Linked DNA regions of Xenopus laevis: region 1 is linked to region 2. Evidence: chromatin contacts called from public Hi-C data. All regions are on one chromosome and are shown on one strand. The core of a region is the stretch at or near the end of the contact, and the rest is flanking DNA. Distances in the headings are between cores, read along the strand shown.

Region 1 (4,665 bases), core at 1,011-3,510, 120 kb after region 2:
CAAAATGTATATTTATAAATTGCTTTATACATTATAAAGGGCCATATTTAATTTCCAAGACCATCCTAGCAAAAATGCACCACTGGAAGAGAATGCATAACAGACCACACCCAGCTATAAAATAAATTAACTTACAAAGGAAGGATTTCAGGCAACTGAACTACTACAAGCCTAATGTGGGTGGTCACTATAATAGGATGATGAAGGGCTACTATATATCTAGGGGATGGCGGTAGAGAAGAGGAAAAAATAAAAATAAAGTACCAATAGCTTCTGTGCTGCCAAATCCCACACTTCATCCAGAAAAACCGCCACAAGTCAAACTAATGTTTTATTATTTTTTTTATTTGCATATTAAAAAAAATTGTGCATTCCAATAATTCAATTCATTTTGAACAAATAAAATGGCACTCGATTTGACCGTATTTTACAGCTCGCTGGACCTTGGTGCAGCTTTCATTCCACCCACATCAGAGCATGTTACTTTGGTTCTGTTATTTCCACACTTGTTCTCCTTAGATAATCATGCAAGATCTTTCAATGTCACCAGAATCAAAGCCAGCCAGGCAGATGGAAAGGCAGCGCCTTCATTCCGTTTTCAGTAGTTCTTATTCCTTTCTTTAAGTGTAACAGGGCAGCACAGAACATGTTCTAATTCTTTGTATTTGAGTTATTTCTTACAAAGTTAAACAGCTAAAAGTAAAATAAGAAGGCAATGCTTGTGGAATGTACAGTGCATATCGGGGTGATGGGGATTCATTATGACTCAGTTGATTGCTTCTCTTGCTCAATTGCTACAGAAGAGAAGAAAACACAAAATTAGCTTAAAATGAAAAATATTAAATAAAAAAAAACTGTCTGAAGGAAAAAGGTTATATCAAGAAAAACTAGTGTCTACCCCATATAGAATGCATAAGGGTCACGGACTATAGAAGTTTTTTCTAGAACATTGGAAGGAGGATGTTTGATTTTAGACTTAATTTATAAAATGCTGGTTTAAGATTACTTACTTTCTTTTGATGGGAGTGGGTTCTTTTCTTGTGTTTCTGTCTTCTTCAGTTTGGCCTTATCGAATTTCTCAATCTCAGCCATATCTGGTTTGTCAGACATTTTGTGGTATGTTCTGAACAAAAGAAAAGAAAAAAAAAATGAAATAGCGCCACCATCCTTGCTACGAAAGGGGGAAAAAAGTGTCACTTGCTATTCAGTCAATGATTGCCACACCCTCTTAGACTGACTAGGTCTGATTAGGCTTGGCTAGGATAAAGTGAATGCAAAAGGAATTATTATTATTCACTTTGATTTTTAGATTTGAAAAAGCCTTAAATCCAACTTGTGTTATATTGATATTAATGCCATGAGACAGCCTGTGGTATAGTGAGGGGTTCAAAAATCTGATCTAGAGACTGGAAGGAATACATCATGCTAATGAGGGGGTGAATAACCAGGAGAGCTGGGGGTGCCTCTCTCTTTGGCTGCCAGATGAAGTCACTGCATTCTTCTCTTACAAAGAGCTGCAGTACAAGCCCAAGGAGCCTTAACCACCGCCCTATTCTGCCTCAACCCACACTAACCCCTTTCTCCCCCCATCCATCCCTATAGAACATGCACTGGAGAAAGAATTCGCCATCAGCAAGACAACAGAATACCCTTATCTTAGATATTAGATGGGCTGCACCATTAATCCAGAACAAGACATTAAGAGCACTGCAAGGGCACAATTAAATCAGATCTTCCATGAGTTTAAACCCAATTATCTGCATCATAGTCTTGGGTCAGTGGGGTATATTCAATGTTCAATGTTAACTACAAACGCAAGATAAAAAGGGATGCTGGGATTTGTAGTTCAGCATTTGGTCAGCCTTAAGCAGATAAAACATTAAAACTTTGCATTTTAAAGACGAGAGAACCAGTCATCGCACCCCTCCAATAAGCAATTGCATATGCAAATACAGAGGTTAAAGCTTCCACTGCAATCACAATAGGCTCAAATAGCTGGGCAAGGAGATTCAACACGGGAAGGATGGCACAGATTAACGAGGCTACCGACAAGGTCACAACCGTAAGGACATTAACGAAGCCAAAGATTAGGAGAAAAATAAAAGCATTTACCAGAGAGTCAGCCCGCACAAGCGTCAAAGATCCTTTCAGAAGCAGTCGCGAATGTGAGGGGGCGAAGGAGTGCACCCGCCCTTATATCAGCTCCTGTATGCAGATAGCGCTGACGTCACTTAACTCCTTCCCTCCCAATTGCTACGTCTTATAGCAATTAGAATATTTGTGGGTAAGAACTGTTACTGTTCGAAGGCTATTTTATGTTTTTTTTATAAGTATATGTATTATTTTGTTAAATAATCAGTTGTAAAAGATAGCAGCGCGAAAACCTAGTCCCTGAGAGAAAATGTGACGGCGCAAAGGCAGCGAACAACGCACTTGTCTTCTGTGTCATAAACGTCTGTTTTATTATCAGAATTATCAACGTTATTCATCGCTAGTTTTGTGTCTTCATCTTTGGCGAGGGGTGAAAGGTGGGGGAGTGGCGCCATAGAAAGGCCTTGCACACTTCCAGGGCTGCCATGAGCTCGAAGCTTTGTGCAGCTTTCATGACGTGATAAAAGAAATAAATGCATACCTTTTATTCAGTATTAAATGTATTATGGCTTTTTTTTTTTTTGCAGTGGCAGATGCTTTGTACATTGAGCAGCTTCCCCAACGACTTTGCACAGAAAGGAGAAGAGCTTTTTTATCTTTCTCTTTTTCTCCTGCCTGCACAGTGCACACAGTCATGTTGTTTTGCTCGAAGTACTACAACTATGAATATGTGTGCCAGGGTAAGATGGTTTATTATCCCGAGAGCCGCGTGTAATCACCAGGGTCAGATTAACACCCGCTGTCGTTCGTCGCCCCCCGTCCCTCATCATTGGGACTGGAGCAATGGGGATTGGTGCACTGGAGATTTAAAAATCTATTGTATCTCCTGCTCATCCCCAGTGTTTCTGAACCAATGTGGGTGTTGTTGTAAAATCCTGCTGCCCTAGGCCCAGGCCTTGGTGGCCTCACCACAAATCCGTGGCCTGGTAATCAATGCTTATTTACCCAAACTTTGTGCCTGCTGGACAGCTCGGTCAAATTAAAGAGTTACTTAGCAGCTCGTTCATGTAGTGCTCTAGAAAGGCATGATGTGGTAAAGCAGCAGGAAATGTGATTTCCGGAATTCGCCTAAACTGTCAGCTTCTCAGGCCTATAACTGCTTAGTGCTCAAGCACCTAAAATAACCATGATAGTTTTGTCTCTTCCTTGTATCTGTTCTTCGGCTACAAACGACTCGAGTATCACATCAAGTAGGAGAGTGGCTTTAACAATAAAAATAGCCCTGCATGTGCAATGTGCCAGCTTTCTTATTCTAGTCAGATTTCATGAATAAAGATAACGCATGAGCCCTTTCTGTTTGCTGTTTCCCAAAAGGTATTTAGTGATTACTGCCAGGAAGCACTCAGCAAAGCAATTCCATAAATATTAGTCTCCTCCAGCAGACGGATAGGGATAAAAGGACACTGAGCATCAGTTTAGGCGTGGCCAGCATGAAAGATGATGCCAGCAGCACGAGAAAGGCCTATAGAACTGGAGAGAAAGGGAAACATGTAGGAGGATTTGTTTAAGTTGCTTTCTGTAAGCTCTCAGGAACAATACAATCTGAATCTTTCTTGATCCTCCTACAACTTCTTGATATCCACTGGGCATCAATTACAGAATTGATCTGGTTCTGTCTGTTGTTCACTGTTTGAATATACTATGTGAATGGCCACCAGGAGCCCCACCTTAAGCAGTCAGTGGTGTCTGAGGAACTACCATTCACAGTGGCTTTGTGTCATTTGAATTTACTTCCTTTCTTTGTAAAGATGAAGGAACTCACCTATGTGGCTTTGTGCACATTTCAGTGATGATTTGTCAAAACTTTGTGTTTACAGATGCCAGCTTAAAGAAGAACTGTCACCGCTTATAATTGTTACCCTTTATTTATACAGTGCCAACATATTCGGCAGCACTTTTATAGAGATTATACAGAATGCTGATATAAGGAGAATAGGAGACCATACAAACTGCTTGTAGGTAGTGCTCTGGCTGAATATGAAACCCAGAACTCCAGCATTGCGAGGCTGCAGTGCTACACTGTACCCCCCAAACATGAACCTCTCTATTACCCTTCAGTTCAAATACGCAAGTGCACAGGCAATTATTTGCAGCACTAGTTTTAATTAAAAAAAAACTTTCCTCCTCAAGTATTTAAAGAGTTGCAGGGGGGGGGGCACACCTTACATCATCAGAATTGTCTCCTTTAAAGGAAAACTATACCCCCAAAATGAACACTTAAGCAACAGATAGTTCATATCATATTAAGTGGCATATTAAAGAATCTTACCAAACTGGAATATATATTTAAGTAAATATTGCCCTTTTACATCTCTGCCTCAGAGATCACCTGACCAGAAATACTACAACTCTAACTGTAACAGGAAGAAGTGTGGAAGCAAAAGACACGGCTCTGTCTGTTAATTGGCTTATGTGACCTAACATGTATGGTTTGTTGGTATATTTGTGAGTACAGTGAATCCTACGATCCCAGGGGGCGGCCCTTATTTTTTAAAATGGCAATTTTCGAATTAT
Region 2 (4,405 bases), core at 317-2,816:
GAGTGGGGTGGCAGGATAGGGGCAGATCAGAGATAGTCAAAACAACCAGGGATTACAAATTTACCAGTAAATACATTGCTGGTTGGCAACCCATGTAACTCATAGATGACCTGATATCGGACATCGGAGCTCTATTATCCACTATATAAATCACTTGTTTTGAAGTCAGATGTTGTCATTTATAACTATCCACAGCTGTCAATTTGCTCAAGTCCAAGATGGCGGACAGTGACATAAAAGCTGATGTTAGAGTAGGGTGGTAGAGACTGGGACATCAACAAGTGGAAAAGGGGAAAATGGCATTCTCTGCACGTAAAGCTAAGAACACAGTGTAAAGAAAAGGAGAAATTCAAACAGCTCACTTTTCAAAGGCTGGAGGTAGCAGGGTCAGAGATCCGAAGATGGCCTATTACAAAACAGAGGTGTAGAGTATAATGGATCATGAACCCCTACTAAAATTTATAAGCATATTGTATAAGGATATGTAAAAAAGGTGCAAAATCTGCTGCAGTTCTAATCACGTATAGCAACTAATCACTCGGTAGCATTTACTGGTCTTATTGGTTGCTATGGGTTACTGCACATGGCAAATTGTGTGCCTTTATTACATATGGGGTTTATGTGTTTTACACTGGTCTTAAGAATACAGAATATTTTAAGCAGTGATTAAAAATGCTGACAACTGTTGTGCATTTCTGAGAAGGAATGTCCCAGTGGCTAAAGTCATAAGGGGTCATTTAGTACAAGAGCACACCCCTTAGTGCTGAGTCTGGCTGTTGTCTGTGACAATATGGAGCGAAAAGCAGACTTCAGCAGTAGGGGCACAAGCCTGGCATTTCCTAGCAACCGTTGTGATCTTTGTCTGTGTGTCTGAATGATGTGCAAGTGATAGGTAGGGGGCACCTATGTGTCTCCCTCCACCTAAATGTAGTGCTACTGAAAGCAGGCCGCACTATATATTTATTGAGGCAGCCACAGATCTTTATGCTCCAAAATTGAAGTCAGAGACCTGCAGCAATTCACTATCAATGGAAAACTGTGTGCAAAGAGCAGAAAAACAAGCCCACACATCTTAAAGGAAATTTAGATACACTGGGGTGACAATTTAAGCAACTCTCAGTCTATGAAATCACTAACATCAGCCTGCCCTTGATGCATTAACTACAACAATATTTGTATCTGTTTCAGGTATGGAAGTTGAAAAATGTGCAAAAAAACACTTTTAACAAGCTACATAGCACTACCTTATGCTAATGTTATAATAATGAAATAACTTGATGTCAGCACAACTCTTTGCTCCCTCTACTGACCTAGATACTAACAGTTTTCTAATAATAAGTCCAAGTTATATTTTCATTGCAAGGATTAGTTAAATTATTATGTTGAGAAGTGTGTGCTATCTAACTAATCTGAAGTGTGATTTTATTTCTTGAACTAAACAGGGTAAGCAGGGAAACTCAAGCTCATTTGTGTTTGGTCCTTTCTAAGTAGATAATTCGATTTCTTGTGTACAACACCCTCCCAGCTTTCACAACCAGGCCCAGATTTGTGATCCAAATGGAAAAAAACAGGCTGAGCACACATGGGCTTCCCCTTTTTATACTTAGAGAACCCTGACACCCTCTGGCCAGAGACTAAACTGCCAGCAAAATACTGAGCTCCCAGGAAAGGGAAACATCTTCCCCTCCCAACGCATACCTCCCAACTGTCCCTTTTTCGGAGGGACAGTCCCTCTTTTGATAGCTCAACCCGCAGTCCCTCATTTGTACTGGAAAGTCCCTCTTTTCTCTGCACTGAACAGCCAGAAAAAAGAAACAAAGTTTCTCACTTAAAGGAAAACTATACCCCCCAAAACAATGTAGGTCTCTATTAAAAGATACTGAGTAAAACAGCTCATGTGTAAAACCCCGCTTCATGTAAATGAACCATTATCATCATAATATACTTTTTTAGTAGGATGTGCCATTGGGTAATCATAAATAGAAAATTGCCATTTTAAAAAATAAGGGCCGCCCCATGAGATCGTAAGATTCACTGTGCACACATACAAACCACATGTAAGGTCACATGAGCCAATTAACAGACAGAGTTCTGCCTTTTGCTTCCTCACTTCTTCCTGTTACAGTTAGGGGCCGATTCACTAAGCTCGAGTGAAGGATTCGAATGAAAAATACTTCGAATTTCGAAGTATTTTTTGGGTACTTCGACCATCGAATTGGTTAAATTCGTTCGAATTCGATCGAAATCTAACGAAATCGAACGATTCGAAGTAAAAATCGTTCGACTATTCGACCATTCGATAGTCGAAGTACTTGCCCTTTAAAAAAAACTTCGACCCCCTACTTCGGCAGCTAAAAGCTACCGAAGTCAATGTTAGCCTATGGGGAAGGTCCCCATAGGCTTGCTAACCTTTTTTTGATCGAAGGATTTTCGTTCGATCGTTGGATTAAAATCCTTCGAATCGTTCGATTCGAAGGATTTAATCGTTCGATCGAACGAAAAATCCTTCGATCGTTCGATCGAAGGATTAGCGCTAAATCCTTCGACTTCGATATTCGAAGTCGAAGGATTTAAATTCGAGGGTCGAATTTCGAAGTATTTTTAACTTCGAAATTCGACCCTTAGTGAATCTGCCCCTTAGTGTTGTAGTATTTCTGGTCAGGTGATCTCTGAGGCAGCACAGATAGAGTCACGAAATGGTGGTTCAAGGCAAGAGATGTAAAAGCGCAATATTTATGTAAATATATATTCCAGTTTGGTAAGATTCTTTAATATGTCATTCAATTTGATATAAACTATCTGTTGCTTAAGTATTCATTTTGGGGGTATAGTTTTCCTTTAATTGGCTTTTTACTTTCAAAATGTTGGGTGGTATGCAACTGTAATATAGGTCCAAATTTAGCTGGTCAAAACCCTCCTGGGGAAACTAAAGAATTAAAGGTTGGCAAACCCTTTACCCTGCTACATACTCTCTTTTAGTCTCTTTCTGCACTTCTGGTTTAAAGAGTCAGAACCAACAGTGAATAATTGAATCAGACACCAAAAAAATGATTTTCATTTAGGTTTACTCTAAACTCTAAACAAATGACAGTTTTAATTGCGGTATATTTGAAAATTGTGTAGAATAATATTTTCTATTGTGATACAATTGTGGGTGGAGTCACATATACAGTAGCAGTTTCATGTACTAGGAGTCACTTTTCCTGTCCCCCAATTACTGCCTATAGGCAATGCCTGATAACTCAATTTCTAGCTGCATGCTGGATCACTGCCATAATACACAGAGCCTAGACTAGTGGTATTTGCATATTGCATTTAGAATGTGCTATCCTTATTATTTGAGAATGTTCCTGAATGGGTTTTTCTTTTCTTTTTTTGTTTGGTATTTTCAAAAATTAATTATTTTTAAATATATTACTGAATGTTTTATCCTTTTTGCATATCGTGGTGCAAAAGAATGTGTTCTTTTGTGTCATTCACAATACCACTTAATGTTACACATGCTAGCCAGAAGAGGTCACCACTGCACTTTGTTCACATTACAGGAAACATTACGTATTTAGGTTTGTTCGTACTTTAAAAAAAGAAATGTTAAAATAAGCAGCACTGTCACAATTTACTGTTGGTATTGCTTCCATGAGTATATAACAGAATGGAATTTTAACAGATGACATGAAGCACATGTTTACTGTCTGGGTGAATATACTGGTGCTTAAGGTGTATTTGCTGGCCACAGACAAGCTTTAAACATGTTCAGAATTAAACTCCTCTGTAGGATCTGATTATTGATTGTGCTCATGCTACTGCTCAGGCTATTGCTGCTCAGCTGCCATTAAGTGCCATGATAAAGCTGAGAGATGGGGCATTAATGTTATTTCTGCTATTGCATAAAACATCGCCTGTTGTTGCTGACAGACATTCATTGTAAGCAGGTCTCTATCTGAGACTGTTCATTGTGATTTCCAGTTCCATCTGGTTTTAGCAGCCAGGAAATGTGTTCTATTGACTGTTTTAATATCACACTTCCTTATAAGTCATCATTTTGCAGCTTGATTGTTTCACTGCAAAATGGCTGAAGACCAAACCCTAATTTTAAATTGCTAGAGCTCCCGGTTAATAGACATACTGTTACAAATATATCTGTACAGCATATCTGTTCTCTAAGTCGAACTGTGGAAGTTTGCTGCAGCTGGCATGAAAGAATTACCCTAATCACACAGGGAGGCTCGTGATTTGAGTAACAGGATAAGGATTGTTTACACAGCAATAATAGGTAAAGGGAAGGGAGCTTGGACATGATTTAGAGACTGGTTCAAGGTGTTTTATGGCATGGTAACTGAATGGTTGGCAAACATCGTCTGCTTGCTTTAGATTCAGTTAAAGCTAGTGCAAACTCACTAGGGAC

Evidence for each region. A called contact is a pair of places that touch in the nucleus more often than the background predicts.
Region 1: a contact with region 2 is called in a Hi-C map of the XL177 cell line, with 4 times the contacts expected there. The contact joins the promoter of LOC108709680 here to the enhancer-like site in region 2. A contact is called at or near these places in 2 of 4 Hi-C or Micro-C datasets (the XL177 cell line and the XTC cell line).

What each region holds. Positions count from the first base shown.
Region 1 is chr2S:97,482,515-97,487,179 of Xenopus_laevis_v10.1, forward strand. It overlaps LOC108709680 (thymosin beta-4), which reads right to left and starts at 2,261. Exons shown (of 3, transcript XM_018249731.2): 1 at 2,113-2,261; 2 at 1,011-1,123; 3 at 325-794. The coding sequence starts at 1,110. The coding sequence ends at 760.
Region 2 is chr2S:97,367,770-97,372,174 of Xenopus_laevis_v10.1, forward strand. No RefSeq gene overlaps it. Among protein-coding and RNA genes, the nearest start is that of egfl6.S, 17 kb to the left of the region's middle. Within about 2 kb of position 1,567, at least 1 of the 7 cell types and tissues checked has an H3K27ac peak or open chromatin away from gene starts, as enhancers often do.